2 separate regions of the Mus musculus genome follow, and region 2 is linked to region 1. A link is a contact called in public Hi-C data. All regions are on one chromosome and are shown on one strand. The core of a region is the stretch at or near the end of the contact, and the rest is flanking DNA. Distances in the headings are between cores, read along the strand shown. Region 1 overlaps Jph2 (junctophilin 2). Region 2 overlaps Pkig (protein kinase inhibitor, gamma).

What was found. A called contact is a pair of places that touch in the nucleus more often than the background predicts.
Region 2: a contact with region 1 is called in a Hi-C map of the P5424 cell line, with 2.4 times the contacts expected there. The contact joins two enhancer-like sites. A contact is called at or near these places in 4 of 484 Hi-C or Micro-C datasets (the G1E-ER4 cell line, the P5424 cell line and embryonic stem cells).

What each region holds. Positions count from the first base shown.
Region 1 is chr2:163,345,980-163,353,913 of GRCm38.p6, reverse strand. All of the region lies in intron 2 of Jph2 (junctophilin 2), which reads left to right. Among named protein-coding and RNA genes, the nearest start is that of Gm35750, 6.4 kb to the left of the region's middle. Within about 2 kb of position 3,278, at least 43 of the 459 cell types and tissues checked have an H3K27ac peak or open chromatin away from gene starts, as enhancers often do. A contact at or near this core is called in the P5424 cell line, where this site is marked.
Region 2 is chr2:163,716,078-163,724,011 of GRCm38.p6, reverse strand. Pkig (protein kinase inhibitor, gamma) reads right to left here. Exons shown (of 4, transcript NM_001039391.2): 3 at 2,711-2,884. The coding sequence starts at 2,861. Among named protein-coding and RNA genes, the nearest start is that of Gm16316, 28 kb to the right of the region's middle. Within about 2 kb of position 4,526, at least 88 of the 459 cell types and tissues checked have an H3K27ac peak or open chromatin away from gene starts, as enhancers often do. A contact at or near this core is called in the P5424 cell line, where this site is marked.

The DNA.
Region 1 (7,934 bases), core at 2,029-4,528:
GGCCTGACTACTCACTCTCACCAGGTGGGTGGGGCAGGATGAGCATGGTCACAGCTAGGTCAGCAAACTCCGGGGCAGACGATCCCAGCAGTCCCAGACACCCCAGGGTGGCAAGTTCAACCCTTGGGGAGACAAAGTACCCTGTCAGCAAAAAGTAGCAGCTACCGTTAGTGGGAGGTCAGCCCCGCCAGCACCACAATAAGTCGGCCCATAAGCCTGAGGCGGGCAGAGGGGTTCTCCTATTCTCTTCTGTGTGGCTTGCTGCATATGCTAGGCAGGCACTCAACCTCTGAGCTATGGCCCACCCCTTCCTTTTTCTTGTTTTGGTGGGAGTCACAACGGAATTCCAGGCTTGCCCCTTTCCTGTTGGGGTGTGTGTTTGGGGGTGGGGGGGGGGAGGCTGGCTATCTAGCCTACCCACCTGTTAGTGCAGGTTGCAAGCCAGAGAGAAGTGATGCTGTTTTATAAACTTACATCTAAGCTATGTCTATCACTTGGGGCAGATCTTGTTTGTTAGAGCAAGTCACTAGACTTAGCACACATTCAAAGAGGAGAAATGAGACCAGAGCGTGGCCTTCAGGAGACACCTGAGAAATCTGCCCGTTACCCTCATTTTTTTTTTCAGAAGAGTAATGAATGCACAGAGAGGTTAAATGCTTTGTGCAGATCACACAGCTAGGAAGGGTGTCGGGGGGACAGTGTCTGGGATTCAAATCCACAAGACATGATCATAAAGTCCACGATCTTAACTTTGATGGCTCAGTTAAGTCTGTGTTCACAGCCCTGTTAGCAAACCAGTACAGGGATGGACCCACCAGGACAGTGGACTTCTAAACTAATACATCCATTGGTTCGTTAGCATGGTGGCTTCTGAATGCTACCCCTTCAATGGATACTTTCCCAGTCATTTATAAGATGCCATTTAAAAATTGGAAGTATGGGCCAGGTGTGGTGGTAGCGCATGTCTTTAACCCTAGCACTTAAGAGGCAGAGGCAAGCAGGATCTCTTTGAGGTTAAGGTCAGCCTGATCTACATAACAAATTACAGGACTTCATAGAGAGACCCTGCCTTTAAGAAAAAACAAAATAAGGAGGTGTACTTTTTCCCCATTTGGTACCTGGGCTGGAAACTGAGGCTTGGTGCATGCTAGGTAAGTATATATGCAGCCCATGGATAAACTGAATATATACCTCAGCCCATGAATGAACTGTTTTGGGAGGGAAGCTTCCTGAGTGGCCCTGAAGACTGCTGTCTTCTGCACAGCCAGCTCTGGTGGCCCTGCGGGCCTGTGATGCCCTGCTGTGGCTTCTTCAGCTGCCAAAGTGTGGCTCAACCCCAGCCTCACAGTCTTACCGATAACTGCTGGCTCTCACGGACCAACCACTTCAGGGGTGGGATCTTGCTGGTAGCCACACATTCTGCGGCCCCTCAGACAGGCTGCAGGAATGTAGGGAACCCCACAGGGCCCCTAGAGGAAGAGATTGGCTTAAGGCCATTTTCAGTTGCTGGCTGTTCAGGATTGTGACTGAAGGCTGACAGTTATCCAAAAGACTGTGAGACTGGGGTAGAACCACGCACGCTTTGTCAACTGGAGAAGCCTCAGCTCTTTCTAGCTGCAAGCTTGACATGAGCCTTCTACGCCAGCATCTCTTCTCCAGGGAACTGGGGTGTCTCGGAGATGAATGTGATCTTAGCAGTTGTAGCTTCCTATTGCTGCTACAATGAATGGCAGCAAACTTGCGACCAAAGGTTCTTTCTCTTATTTCTGGAGCTGAAAGGTCTTTCGGGAATGCCACTGGGCTAACGTTGAATGTTAGGTAGCAGGGTTAGTTCTTACTTCGTGCTCTGGGAGGAGAGCCCAGCCATCGCTTTCCAGCTTCAAATGGTCCTTACCCTGACCATGGCCATTCCTGTAGCCTTAGGGCACATCTCTGGTCTCCATACATCAATTCTTTCCGATGATGTCAGTTCTTCCTAGTATGCCTCTTATTGTACCTGCGATTAAATGTAGGACTTTCCTAACCCTGCAAATCCCCATCTCACATCCTCCAAGCCTGTTTGCCATGTAAGGGGATGCTCACAGGTTCCTGTGATCAGGAGGTGGGTATCTGGGACAATATCCTCCTTTTCCAGCCACCTGAATAGGACAAGGGGCTGGAATGTGGTGAGCCAACTCTTGCATCTAAGGCTGGAAGGGCTGCATCTCCATTCACCTCCCCACCCCCCTCACTGGAGTAGATTCTGCTTAGGAGGCTTCTCCTGCAAGCAGACCATCACCACATAAAACACAATCATCTGCAGGTGCATCCCCCTCCCCATCCTGGGGGAATTTGGAACAAGCTTCCATGGTGGGGAAGCTCTGCATAGGACTGGGGGCAGGTATTGCTTTTAGACCTTGAACCCATACCGCCCAATGCCACCTCTGATGTCCACTTTAAATAGAATGTGTCCACATTCAAAGATTGCAAAAACGAGATCTGCTCTGGGCTGGTGTCTTAGTTACTCTCCCAGCTACTGTGATAAAATATTCTGACAAATGCTACTCAAGGGAGAAAGGGCTTATTTTGGCTCACAGTGTGAGGGTATAGGCCATCATGGAGGGGAAGTTGAGGGAGCAGGAACTTGAAGTGACAGATCATATCACATCCGTAGTCAGGAGACAGAGAATGCTGAATGTTTGTGTACAGCTCACCTCCTCCTTTTCTGTAATCTGGACCCCAAGCCTAGGGAATAGTGCCACCTATAGTGGGCAGGTTTCCTCACCTCAGTGAATCTAAACAAGAGATTTTCCTACAAGTGTGCTCAGAGGTTTGTCTCCCGTATGGGTCTAGATCCCACCAAGTTGATAACTGAGATTAACTATCATAACAGGGCCCACCCATTCCAAGTGGTTTCTGTATATTGCTTGGCTATATAATTCAGGAACTTTATGCTATGACTGCAGGGCTGTTTATATCACTATTTTACAGATGGAAAAAAAATCAAGGCATAGGAATTTTAAGCCACCTGGTATTATTATGTCTGTGCTCCTAACACCTCCAAACACTAAAATATGAGCAGCAGTTTTTCCTTTGTAAAACTGTTTACTTTCCAAAGTTTCCTATAGCAAATCAATACTATTATTTTATGATATATAATATTTACAAGCTATATCTTTATTAGAAAATAAACTTATATCTGTGTTTACACATTATAAAATACAGATAATAAGATGCCAGCTATGGCCGTGTAACCTGCCCAGGGGGCGCTCTCCTCCCAGCAATCTTCCCTTCATTCTACTCTCGAGACATTTCACTTTGTCTTATCTCTCCCCCCAGACTCTTCATCTTTCCAGAGCAGGGGCCATGTAAGGCTCAACTCTCACTTTAATAATCCAATGGGTAAGTGACTTGACTTCTCTCTTCCTCGGTTTTCCCTCTTGTGAAGACGGTGACAGAGTCCACTTAGTTTTCTGCCCTGTTAGAAGCAATCCTCACATAAATCTAAATAGGAAAATGAGACTGCAAACCCAAATAGAAGAGGTCATAGAAGGAAATCTTCATGAACTTGGTCCAGGCGCAAGCATTCTTAGATAGGACACCAAAAGACCAGATAACAAAAGGAAAGGGTCATTCAATAATTCAACCTCATTACAACTTGAAGCTTTTGTGCTTCAAAGAGTACCTTTAAGACGGCGAAAAGCAGGCAAGCTGGCTCAGGAAGTGAAGGTGTTTGTACTGTAAGCCTGGAGACCTGGATTCAGTCCCCGGAACCCGTGTAAAGGTGGAAGGGGAAAACTCACTCCAGTTATTTATTTAGAGGCAGGGTCTCTCACTGAACCTGGAGTTACCAATTTGGCTAGGGTGCCCACCCAGCCAGGGAGCCCCGTGGATTCACCCATCTATGCCTCGCCAGGGTTGACATTGTAGATATATGCCACTGAGCCTAGTTTTTAATGTGGGTGCTGGGAATTCAAACTCAGGTCCTTGCACATGCACAGTGCTTCACCAAGCACTTTACCAAGCAAGCCCTCCTCCCAGCCACTAGCTGGCTATCTTAACAACTTGTTTCCTGCTCTTGTGTAGGGTGTATGGCAGGGACACCTGGTGGGCAAGCTGGCTGGATCCCTAGAAGGTGACTGTACCCCACGATGTTCGTGCCCGTCCAGTAGTCCATGGCACAAACTGAGTACAAAGTGCTTAACAGATAGCCAAATGAGCACTAGTGATCTCAGGAGAAAAAGAAACATTTCATTCTTCATAGAACAGAGGGCTGGCTGAAGACTTTTCTCTAACGGACCAGAAGGGAAATACTTCTGGCTCTGCTCATCCTACGGTCTCTATGGCAACCGCCTAACTCCAGACAGTACACAAATGAATGAGTGTGGCTGCACGCCACTAAAACTTTATACAGACACCGAAATTTGAATCCCAGACCATTTTCACGTGCTAGAAAATATTACTCCTTTGGTTTTTTTTTTCCTCCAACCACTTAATAAAATAACCATTTTTAGCCAGGCTCATACAAAACCAGTCAGGGGCTTTATTTGACCATGGACTGTATTTGGCTGAGCCTGCAGTAACTTTAACAGGGATTCAGAGGTGTTCTAATGGCAGTTGTGTTTGAGGGGGCCTAGAATCGTGCCTGCTTCATAATAGACAGACCACAAAATTGTAGTAAGTGAATGACCAAAGCATGGATGTGGGCCTTGGGTATGGATGGATGGGAAGGGTCTTCCAGGCTGGGGAACAGACCAAGCTAAGCCCTGGAGTCAGGCTGCACCCCCTTTTGGCTCCTCAAAGCCACTAATGTGTGGTGTGGATAGCAGGGGAAAAGACTGACTTTAATTAAGCAGCTGGGAGCCAAGCAATGGGGGGAAAAGAGAGTGGGGTGGGGGTGGCAAAGGCTCCCCAAGGTGGCTATGCTGAGTGATGGCCCCGCACCATTCCAGAACTACCAGCCTTATTTTTAACCCAGCTGCTGAAAGATAATCCGAAAGCCACGAAGAAGAGCATCTTCTCCCTGCCCCTCCCCTTGCCCCAGTTACTGCTCTCCTCTCTCCCCACAGCAGACCCAGCGCCACCCTAAGGAGACCTTCACCCAGAGGCCTCATTTGGATGCAGGGGGTCGTCTGGGGTAGAGAGAAGGATGTAGTCCAGTGTCGCCCATTACAGCCTGGGGCTGGGGAGATCATTGGTGCTTAAAGACAGCCATCCAAGGCTCTCACCCTAACCCTCATGGGCAGACTGGGACCGGCCTAGGAGGGAGCTGACCTCAGCCCTGCGGACACTGGCTTCTCAATCTGGAGCTAGCAGAGGGGCTGGCTGTACAGCTTGGAGACTAAGGGGGCATAGGTCACTCCCATTCTGAATCAGTAGGTTTCTGGTATAGCTGGAGAATTTGCATTTCTGATCACCTGCAGGTGGTGATGATGCTGGGGCCTGTGCAGTGGCCACACCCAGATTGGTACCCAACTGTGGCCTTTGGGTGACAGCAGTGTCAGCAATCTTTCACTCTAGGGTTGTTTGGTACACCCAGTGAAGACTACCTTTAGCTATGCTTGGTAATTCCCCAAAGATCGATTGCCTCTAGTGAAGGGCCTGAAAGCATGCTACGTAGCATAGCTGGGCTACATTTAGAGAATGGTTGGGAGCTCACGAAAGGTGAGGCCCTCGGGTATAGGGACAAGCAAATTCTTTGGATACATGTCTAGGGCAAGGATGGGGAAGGAAGATGAAGGCAGAGGATGTGGCTGGCTTGGGGAGCCAGAGCGTCCAGACCAGTGTGTGCAGGGAGAGAGATTGATAAGGGGTCAGCCAGCCAGGCTGGGCAGTGGACAGGGGCACAGGCCTCAACTTACACATGCCTCATGCCTGGGACAGTGTGGCCACTTCTATCTCCATGCCTATGCTGGCTGCCCTGGCAACAGAGTCCAGGATCCTCGAGGACTCTGGGTGCAGGCTGCCGGTTTCCCAAGGCATCAGAAAGGAGAGTCCTTCAGCTTCTATGACCATAATAGGACATCTTCTCAGCAGGAAGGTTGGTCTCGCATTTCTCTTTCTCCACCTGAGGTTTTGGGTTCCCAGAGAACAGTATCCCCCAAACACAGGGCTTTTTCTCACACACACCCATACATGGGTCAGACTGACCAGGGCGGATGACTCACCTACCACGCTGTACTGATGTCAAAAATATCTCCCGGCCTTAACCCCCACCATCGTCACCTGTCTAGATTGTCATCATGATGTGTGTGGGGGGGGGGACACTTCCCACCTGCCACTCATTTCATTTCTCAGAAACTCTACAAGGAGAGGATTACAGATGGGGAAACTGAGGCACAAAGAGAAAGCTGCATACTGAGCTCTGGGGTCCCAGAGGGGTTGACTGGGACAAAGTGAGGTACAGAGACCAATTAGGCTTTGTTTAAAAGATTCTTTCTAATTTCTTCATCTGGCTTTTTTTTTGCATCAATTTTACAGTAAAATATTTTATTAAAATATGATTTAGGGGCGCTGGGTGTCTCAGTGGTTAAAACACTTGCTGCACAATCATGAGGGCTAGAGGTCCCGGTCCCCAGGTCCCCATCATCCACATAAACACCAAGTGGGCGTGGCAGCACTCCTGTAACTCCAGCATGGTTACAGGAGCCCAGAGCAAAGTGCCTAGCAAGACTCTGGTTTGTTTTAGAGACCCTGTTCTCCATGAGTAAGGTGGAAGGACAATTGGAGATGATTCCCAACACATGAGCACACATATGAACTCACACACATGTGCTCCCACACACGTAAAACACATACATATACATGTGCACACGGCACACAGGATAAATGGAAGAAAAAAACAAAACAAACAAACAAAAAGAAAACCGTGATTTGTCTTGTTTACTGGACTCTGTCATTTGAATGTCTCACCTCACCCGATCCCACAGAGCCAAAGCTGGAAGTTGCCAATCCCCAAGCCTTGCCCTTTACCGTGACCTGGGAAGCTCCCGGGTCTTTTGTGGACCTGGATGCCTGTGTGCTTGTCCACCGGACTGATGCAGTCCCAAAGCAAACAGCAGTGAGTGGGTGTGGTTTGGCCAAAAGGGCAGGGCCTGGGAATCTGACTTGTGTGACTCGGGGGTCAGACTCCACTATTCCTTACAGTATGGAAGGCAAACCTGCTAGTAGGGCATTGGACTCTAATCCCACAATGCCTTCACGTCCTCACTGCGCAAGCTCAGACAGTTCCTTCTGTCTTCTCTTCCGGAAAGAGGGGTGACGGAATAGCTTCTGCAATGATCAGGGTGTCCACGGAGCCGCGCCTATGGGGTTCTTCACTGCCTTGTGTGAGCTACACGTTGCACCCTGGAGCCAAGAACCCTTTCTTCAGCAACGACTCTTACGTGACAGCTACCTCTCAGGGCAGGGTGTTAGAAAAGGGAGCATAGATTTAAAGAGGTCTCGGTGGGTGAGGCGCTTCACAAGCCTAGCTTGGGTTCAGAGCCTCAGAAGCGGCTGGGCTTGGTTATGCACGTCTATAGCATCTGCAGGGCAGCATGGGATTGCGGGCATGTGTCGGAGACACGGAAGGTCCTGGAGATTTGCTGGCTAAGCAGTTCAGCCAAAATGGGGAGTTCTGGGTTCAGTGAGAGACCCTATCAAGAAGAAGAAGAAGAAGAAGAAGAAGAAGAAGAAGAGGAGGAGGAGGAGGAGGAGGAGGAGGAGGAGGAGGAGGAGGAGGAGGAGGAGGAGGAGGAGGAGGAGGAGGGAAGGAGGGAAAGAGGGAAGAAGGAAGGAAGGAAAGGAAGGAAGGAAGGAAAGGAGGAAGGAGGAAAGGAGGAAGGAGGAAGGATAGGAGGAGAAGCAGTTGCAGCTGCAACTGAGGAGGGCATCTAGACGTGAACCTCTGGCCTATACATGTGCCTTGTGCCTTTACATGTACACGGCATATACCCAACACACACACACACACA
Region 2 (7,934 bases), core at 3,277-5,776, 370 kb before region 1:
TGTGACTTGCCAGTGACTGAGGATAGTGGGCCCTGGACAATGAAGGAGCAGTGATGGGCAGACCACACCTTGTGAGGACAGCCTGGGTGTGCACAACGCTGGCCTCTACTTAAACCTACCCTCATGGCAGAGCCCAAAAGATGAACTTGGAGGGATCATCTGACCTCTCTGTCCCTCTTCCCAATGTGGCCATGCTGAATAAATTGCCTTTTGTTGTTCTTCATTTTAATTTGGCTTTTTAATTTTTTTCTTTATGTACATGAGTGTTTTGCTTGCATGTATGTTTGTGAACCACATGCATCTGTGGCACATCTGGAAGTCAGATGGTACTGTATCTCCTGAAACTGGAGCTACAGATGTTGTAAGCTGCTATGAAGTGGTCTTAACCACTGAACTTAACCACCAGCTCCTAATTTGGCTCTTTTAATTGGCTTATTGAGAACTGATGTCTTAATCTGGCTTGATGGAACGTAGGCTGTGACCCTAAGTCCTCTCTAGCAATCATACTTCCTCTGTACCAGCCCCAACCCTCCCTTAGTTGGGGAGAAGGTCCTATCCCATCAGTCCTTGGGAGAAAAGAAACTGCTGCCCAGGGTCAGTGTACCCTCATCTCCATGGCTGGCCTCTGGCTTCTCTTCCTCTTAAGAGAGTAAAGCAAATGTGTGCTCCCTGTCTGAGAAGATGGCAGGCACAGACAGATGTGTGCACTACATGCTGGAGGACACTGATAGATCCAGCAGGCCACAGGCTTGGGGAGACTAGGTAGCTAGGACACTTCTGCCTGCCCATACCCTACGGGGCCACAGTCCTGTTCTACTCAGTCTATGCATCAGCCCTTGAAAGGCGTGGCAGAGAAAACTCTGGGGCCTTGGCCTGTGGGTCAGAATCTGGGGGATAGGATTAAGGCTCTGTCCTCAGCATATGAGAGTCTGCTGGGCTCAGAAATGCCTGGGGACACTTTACTGTGATGGCTTCTCATAGCTGGCCACCTTGCCTTGATTCTATCAAAGGCATTCCAGTCCCCAGCATCAAGCACATTCTGTCCTTATGCCTCCCTTTCAGACATCAGTCATGGTGGCTAGCAAGCATCATGTACTGGGAGGACCCAAATACACAAAGACTCTCAGTAAGGCAAACGGTGTTGTAAAGGCCTACATGAGGGGACTAGTGATGGCTAAGGATGAAGGCAGGCAGCAAACAAAGCTGATGAGAGCTGAGCAGAGCACAGGAGCCTTGAAGAGCCCCTTGGCACTGTGCCCGGTGTGCCAGCTGGGTCCACTGCTCATTCGGTTGGACAGTGAGCAGCCGTTGAGTAGGTACCCGTCACGTGCCAAACACTGTTAGTCACAGAGGGCATGAGACAGCCTGTGCTGGAACAGCTCAGTTCATAGGGCCATGGAGATGGGGAGAAAGGGGCGCCTCTGTCAGAGACAAGCTGTGGTCTGGGAAGGCCTTAGCACTAAAAGCACCACAATGAGAAGCAACCGCCAGAAGCAGGGCCCGCAGGCCTTTGTTCCAGCTGCAAAGAGAAAGGAAAAAGTGGGGAATAAGAGTTGGGGCTGCGGAGGGGGTGGGGAGCATTGTGCAGGTTCCGTACTTGAACAGAAAGCAGGGACCAACACAAGGAAGGCCAAAGGGCCTCAGCCTGGGAAACTTTGTGAGGCTATGGAGGTAAGGGGCAGGGTATTCTCCCGAGGCATAGAGACTGTCATACCAATGATGGTCATTGGCTGGGCGAGCCTAAGAAGACTCCAGTTTCCCTTGACCTCAGTTAAATCTATTACATGAGAAACTGGGTCCCTGTCCCCAACATTGTCCCTGTTCCGTGTTCCTAAGTCATTTCTGGGCAATAAGGACTGAGAACTCTAGACTGGGGCCGCACAGGCAAAGACAATGCTTTGGCCCAGCAAGGATCCGCTCCTGGAGTAGCACAGAGGAAGCTGCAGTGCACCATGGGAAGTGATACAGCAAGCACGGCTCTGAGCCTGCAGCAGAGAAGTGGTAGGGAAGGCTAACTGTGGACCTAAGCTGAGCAGAGGCCTCTGAGAGTGATGTGGCCTGGGGCACACTAGCTGAGGAGGCCTCTGGGAGCATCTGTGGTTGTAGACAGAGGTAACAGTGAGTGCAGTGAAGGCCCCACAAGGAGGCCCTGACCCTTTATAGAGAAGCAGACAGAGATGGGCGAGTGGGGGGAAAGTGGGTAGGGTGTGGATGGACCCCAAGGCCAGGCAGGCTAGCCAGCAGGGCATGACTCCTGGGGAGCACTGAAGAGTAGCTTGGCTCTGAGATGTTACCATAGAGTCTGGGGCAGAAGGCTGACAGGACAGGACAGGCTAACTAATCCTGCTGTCTGCTGTGCAGGAAGGGCATGAAGTCCAAGTGAACAGCAGGTAAACATGGTGGCTGTGCAGATGTGGAGAAGCTAAGGCATGGAGCACTGGGAGTTAGGATCCATTACAGAGATCTAACAGGATTTGTTGGAGTTGGGGCAGGGAAAAGGGGAAAGGCCCCAGCTACTCATCAGAGCCCTTAGAACCAGGACACTGGCACTCTCTATCTTAGACATTGGCTGGGCTCTGCCAACAGTCGCAAACAGCCCCAATTTAGATGCAGCTGCTTCCCTGAGGAAGGTGTAGGGTCTGGAGGCTCACCAGAGCTGGCAAACTACCTCCCCAGCTGCCCACCAGGATGTGGGGGCACTAGCTCTGACCTGCTCCCTCAAGTGCGAGCTCGCCCATGTCTCCAGCGAGCTTCCGCACACTCACGGCCTCCGAGTCACCCTGGATGTCAGGGACTGCATTCCGACGGCCTGTCCGGTCGCAGGAGATGAAGTCCGAGTAGGAGGACTCGACTTCCATCATGCCTGTCTCATCGCTCCTCAGGCCTGTTGGGATAGGAGCAGAAGTGAGACACTGACGTCCTTTGTAACGCCACAGTTAGACAACTTCTACTCACGTCTTACAGAACGAACATGAAGTCAGGCATGGTGGTACATGACTTTAATCTTAGCACTTGGGAGACAGAGCTCTGTGGCTCTAGGCTAGCCTGGTCTACCTAATCAGTTATAGGACAGCGAAGGCTGCATAGAGAGACCCTGTTTTATTTTTAAAATTAAGAAACAAAAAAAAAAGGGGGGGGGGGAGGGAGGAGAGGAGGGAGAGCGGAAAGGAGGGAGGACAGAGAGATAAGACATGCAAGAGGGTCAGGAAGATGGCTCAGTGGGTAAAGGTGCTTGCCACTAAGCCCCAGACACCATGTGCCTGACAGAATGAACTCCTGCACATTCTTTTATGACCTTCACACCTGCACTGTGTACCTTGTGTAAACACACACACACACATACAGCAAGATAAATGTGAAAACATGTAAGACCATGCATTCCATCTTGATTCAAAGTCCAGCTCCTGAGCAGCTTGCCCCACATGGGAGCACAGCAAGCCGGCATCGCTCCCACCTCACAGAGCTTAGAGTTCACTGCACACTGGGTCACTTAGCTCATGACTGCGTGTTCAGGGCTTCAAGGGCGCTAGAGGGATGGCCAGGACCCAAGATGGAAAGCAGCACATCAGCCAATAGGCAAGGATGTACGGAAAGAATCTGGGCATGGTAGCTTCCACCTGAAGCTCCAGCACTGAAGAGACTCAGGCAGGAGGACTGTTGTGAGCTCGAGGCCAGTCTGAGCTACACAGTTGAATAGTGAGCTCTGGGATAAAAGAATGAGACCATGTCTCAAGTAAAATTATAAAATGAAGAGAGGCAAAAATTATAAAAAGAAAAAAAAAGGCAGGAAGAAGGAATGGGGGTACAAGGAGGCCCTAAGGAAGGGAACAGGCGGGTACTGAGGCTCTGAGGAAGGAAGATGGGGTGGAGCAGAGCAGAAAGGACACACATGAGGGACAGTGGCAGGGAAGACACACCCTGGAGGGGTTTAGGTAAGACCATGAAGACAGCTGTGGATGGGTTAGGTTAGGCTTCTGGGGAGGTCAGAGGTGAGAACGCAACAGGGACCAAGCAGACACCTAGCTGGATCCTAGACACAACCTGGAAAACAAATATGTGGGCAGCTTCTGTCTGACAGGGAGTTTTGGTTTCTGACTTAAGTCAGGTGGTAAGAGGAGGTGTGGCTATTGAAATGGGACCCAGAGGGAAGCATTTGGGACGCCAGATGGATGGAAAGCAACCATTCAAGGGTTCATTAAGTCCCTGCTGGCTTCAAGCTCCCATGAGCCCTCCAATGGGATGGTGGGGAGGGCACATGGAAGAGGCTGGAGAGGGAACAAAGGCGTGAGACCAGGAATGTCCCTGTGGGGGACAATAGTCTAGAGTGAAGAGAACCATGATTCTAAGGAAGGAACTCGGTAATTATCCAGGGACCAGACCATACATTAGATTTCATAGCCAATTCTCTCAAGCAAAGACCCTGCCCCTCTTTGGGTTTCCAAATGAGGCAGAAGCAAAATTCTGTGTAAGGAAGTGCCCTCTGCACCCAGCAGATGGCGCTCCCTGCCTGTCTTTCTTAGTGTGTGGGGAGACCAGAGCGAACTCCTGGAGGTGGTTCCTTCTGCTGCTCACACTGCCTCCCCTTCCTCTGGGGAAACTGTTCAAAGCCTCGGCAGAGCCTGTTGCAATGGTGATGACACTCTACAATGATGAGACTGCAGCACAAAGAGTGGTGAGGACAGTCACCAGGCACTTGCTCACGTCCATCACTCTCAATGGCCCCACCCCGTAGATAAGCACTGTGTGTGTGTAACTTTATAACTTGACTTGGAAAGGTCTCAGGCCAGTCCATGTGCTTCCTAGGCTCAGATGTTTCCCCAGGTGACACCAGCTGCCCATGGGGTGGGTCAAACCCTGGGTAGCCCACACCATCTGCTGTAGCCTCTTTGCTCAGCTCTTTTCCATCGAGAACGTCAGTTCCATGAAAAGAGATTTGTGTCTGGATTGTCACTGCACCAGACTGAGAGGCCTGATCTTGGCAGCTGAGCCAAACCCACTCTGCTGCTTCCTTCCAAGATGCTGGGCTCGGCACCTGCTACAGAGGAGTGCGCTATAAATACACCTGGATCACACAGCTTTTCACCCGCCCACCTGCCCACCCACCCATCCTCTCCTCCATTCCCTATCTGTGGGATGACAGAGTGACCCCAGGGACTGCAGGGAAGGCTCTGACTGCCGGAGTGCTCCACCGTTGTTGCTCTCTCCAGGATCTGACACCAGAAGATGAATTACCTGCTAAGCCACCTGCTGGCCTCTCACTAGGACAGACTCCCTAGGGCTTTAAACTTGCTCTTGCTATGTCTGACCTTTGAGCCACCCTGGCAGAAAGCTGATGCTGTTGGCACTGCCAAGTCCCAAACCCAATCCTGGAAAGCACCCATCTTCATTCATCCTTAGGGACCATGGCTCCAAACACAGCTCTGGGGAGTTTCCAGCTCAACACACAAACACTCAAATTTACTGTCTTCCATGACTGTATTCTTCACACTATGGTAGCCTAGGCCTAGAATTACAGCTACTTGATGCCAAGGGAGGATGACCTTGGGTCCGGCTAGCCTGAGGTACATAGCAAGATGCCATCCCAACAGACAGACAGACAAGCATGAGAAAATGTTCATTTATGCTGGAAGTGAAATAAAATCATATAGTCATATATGAGTAACTTTTTTGTTTGTTTGTTTGTTTGTTTGTTTGTTTTTCAAAACTTCTTCTCTGTGTAGCCCTGGCTGTCCTGGAACTCACTCTGTAGACCAGGCTGGCCTCAAACTTAGAGATCCACCTGCCTCTGCCTCCCAGGTGCTGGGATTAAAGGTATGAGCTACTACAGTCTGGCTTTCCTCAAACTCAGGATCCTCCTGCCTCCACATCCTCCAACAAATCCTACCAGTGTGCACCAGGCCACCAGAGCCAGCAAGATTGATTTTTAAGTGTGTATATATATATACATATATATATATAATATTACTCTACATTTTTGAGACTGGGTCTCATGCAACCCAAGCTGGCTTTGAACTCAAAACATAAACAAGGCTGGCCTTAAACTCCTGATCTTCCAGCCTCTATTTCCCAACTGCTGAGATAATATGTACCATACCTGACTTACCTTTTCAATCTTCTTTTGGGAAATGGCTTTGTTTTTATTATTATTATTATTATTAGTGCTGGAGATGTGACCCAAGGCCTTCTGCATGCTAGGCAACTGTTCTATCATTCAACTACACTCTAGCCCATAAGTTATCAATTATGTGTGGATGAGAAATAAAACTCAAAAGGTACAAATGGAAAGATGCAAGGCCTGGGTGTCTCCACCTACTCCAGACACTCTCCCTCAGCACACTATATCTTGGGTCCTTCCAGAAATGTCTGTGTGATACACAAAACCCCTCCCTTCTTTCTTATGTCTTTTGTAAAGAAATTTCTCGTTTGTCCATTTCTTCATCTATTACTGTGTGTCCATGGCATGTGTGTGGAGCACGATGCTTCTATGGAGATCAGAGGACCTCTTTGGGGAACCTTTCTGTGCACTCTAGGGTCTGAACTCAGGTTGTCAGGCCTGCGACGCAAGAGCCTTTCCCCCACTAAACCATTTTGCTGGGCATCTCTCCTTTTCTTTTTGAGAAAGGGTCTCACACTGTGGACCAGGGCTGGGCTGGAACTCACTATATACCCTAGGTGGGCCTCCAACTCACAGCAATCCTCCTGCCTCAGCTTTGCAGATGCTCAGATTATAGGCATGCACTATCATGACTGGCCAAAACTTTTTCTTTTTCATCTTGCTTTTCTTCATCCAAGCATATGTCTTAAAAACAAATCCAAATTACCCTGAAACTCTGTGCAACGATTATATCAAAACACTACAAACATATCCAAAGTCCACCCAGCCTTCAGCTGCCGTTAGCAGCTGCAGGATCCTCTGCGGGCAGGCACAGCTGCAGACTGATTTAATTACCCTCCCCAAAGACCTGGAGTTTCTTCCCTTAAAAGCAGAGCGGCCACATCAAAGGCTCTGTGCTCTCAGTCCAGAGGCTCTTTTATCTTCCCTCCCATTTCAAGCCACCTTGTGCTGCTAAATCAAGACTTGAGTGGACCACGCTCAGCCGCACAAGACAGACCTTATTATACAGATTCAAGAGTTTAAAGACCACTTTCATTCTTCTGTAGTCTCCTTCACCGAGAGTGAACACCATTGCTCTTGTCTTTGTACCCTCAAGGCTGTTCCAGTGCCTGCACGCAGTGGGTACTTCATACTTACTGAATTAAAACTAACTATTAATAGCCTAAGTCCTCCTCCTGAGTGGCCAGGCTGGATCACTGACAGCACACTGTGCACACAAGTCCTCTAGCCTCCACTTGAGAAATGAGGAAATTGAAGCTGGGGAGTGGAGTGACTTCTCAGCTCATCCCCGTTCCTCTCAGCTGGCCGGCACCCACGCTGTCCTTCACACTCTCCACCTCTCTGTCCCATGGCCTGCCCATCCACTCGCTCAGCATCGACTCTCTCGTGCAGAGGTGAGACACCTGGGTGACACCATTAGGAACAGCAGCAGCATCTTCCTTCCTGGGCAAGGAGCAACCTCAATTGTTGCCTGAGAGAAAACTCTATGGCCCTCAGCTCTGGCCTCCCCTTAGTTTCCTCTCTCACAGGACTCACTTGGGTGCATAGGCCTAAGCACCCTGGTCTCCTAAACCTGCCCTTTTCCCACACAAGCTGGCCTAACTCTACCTCTGGCTCCCCCTCAGGTCCTCCTCTGTTGGCAAGAGGGACACTCAGGAAAGTAGTCAGGCTTGTGGCGGCACCTGACTCAGAACCGTTCAATGAGAGAGTAAAGCAAAGCTGAGTGTGACTGTGCGTGCCTGCAATCCTAGCACTCAGGAGATGGAGGCAGGAGGATCAAAAGTGTAAGGGCATTCTTGACTATACAGTAAATTCAAAG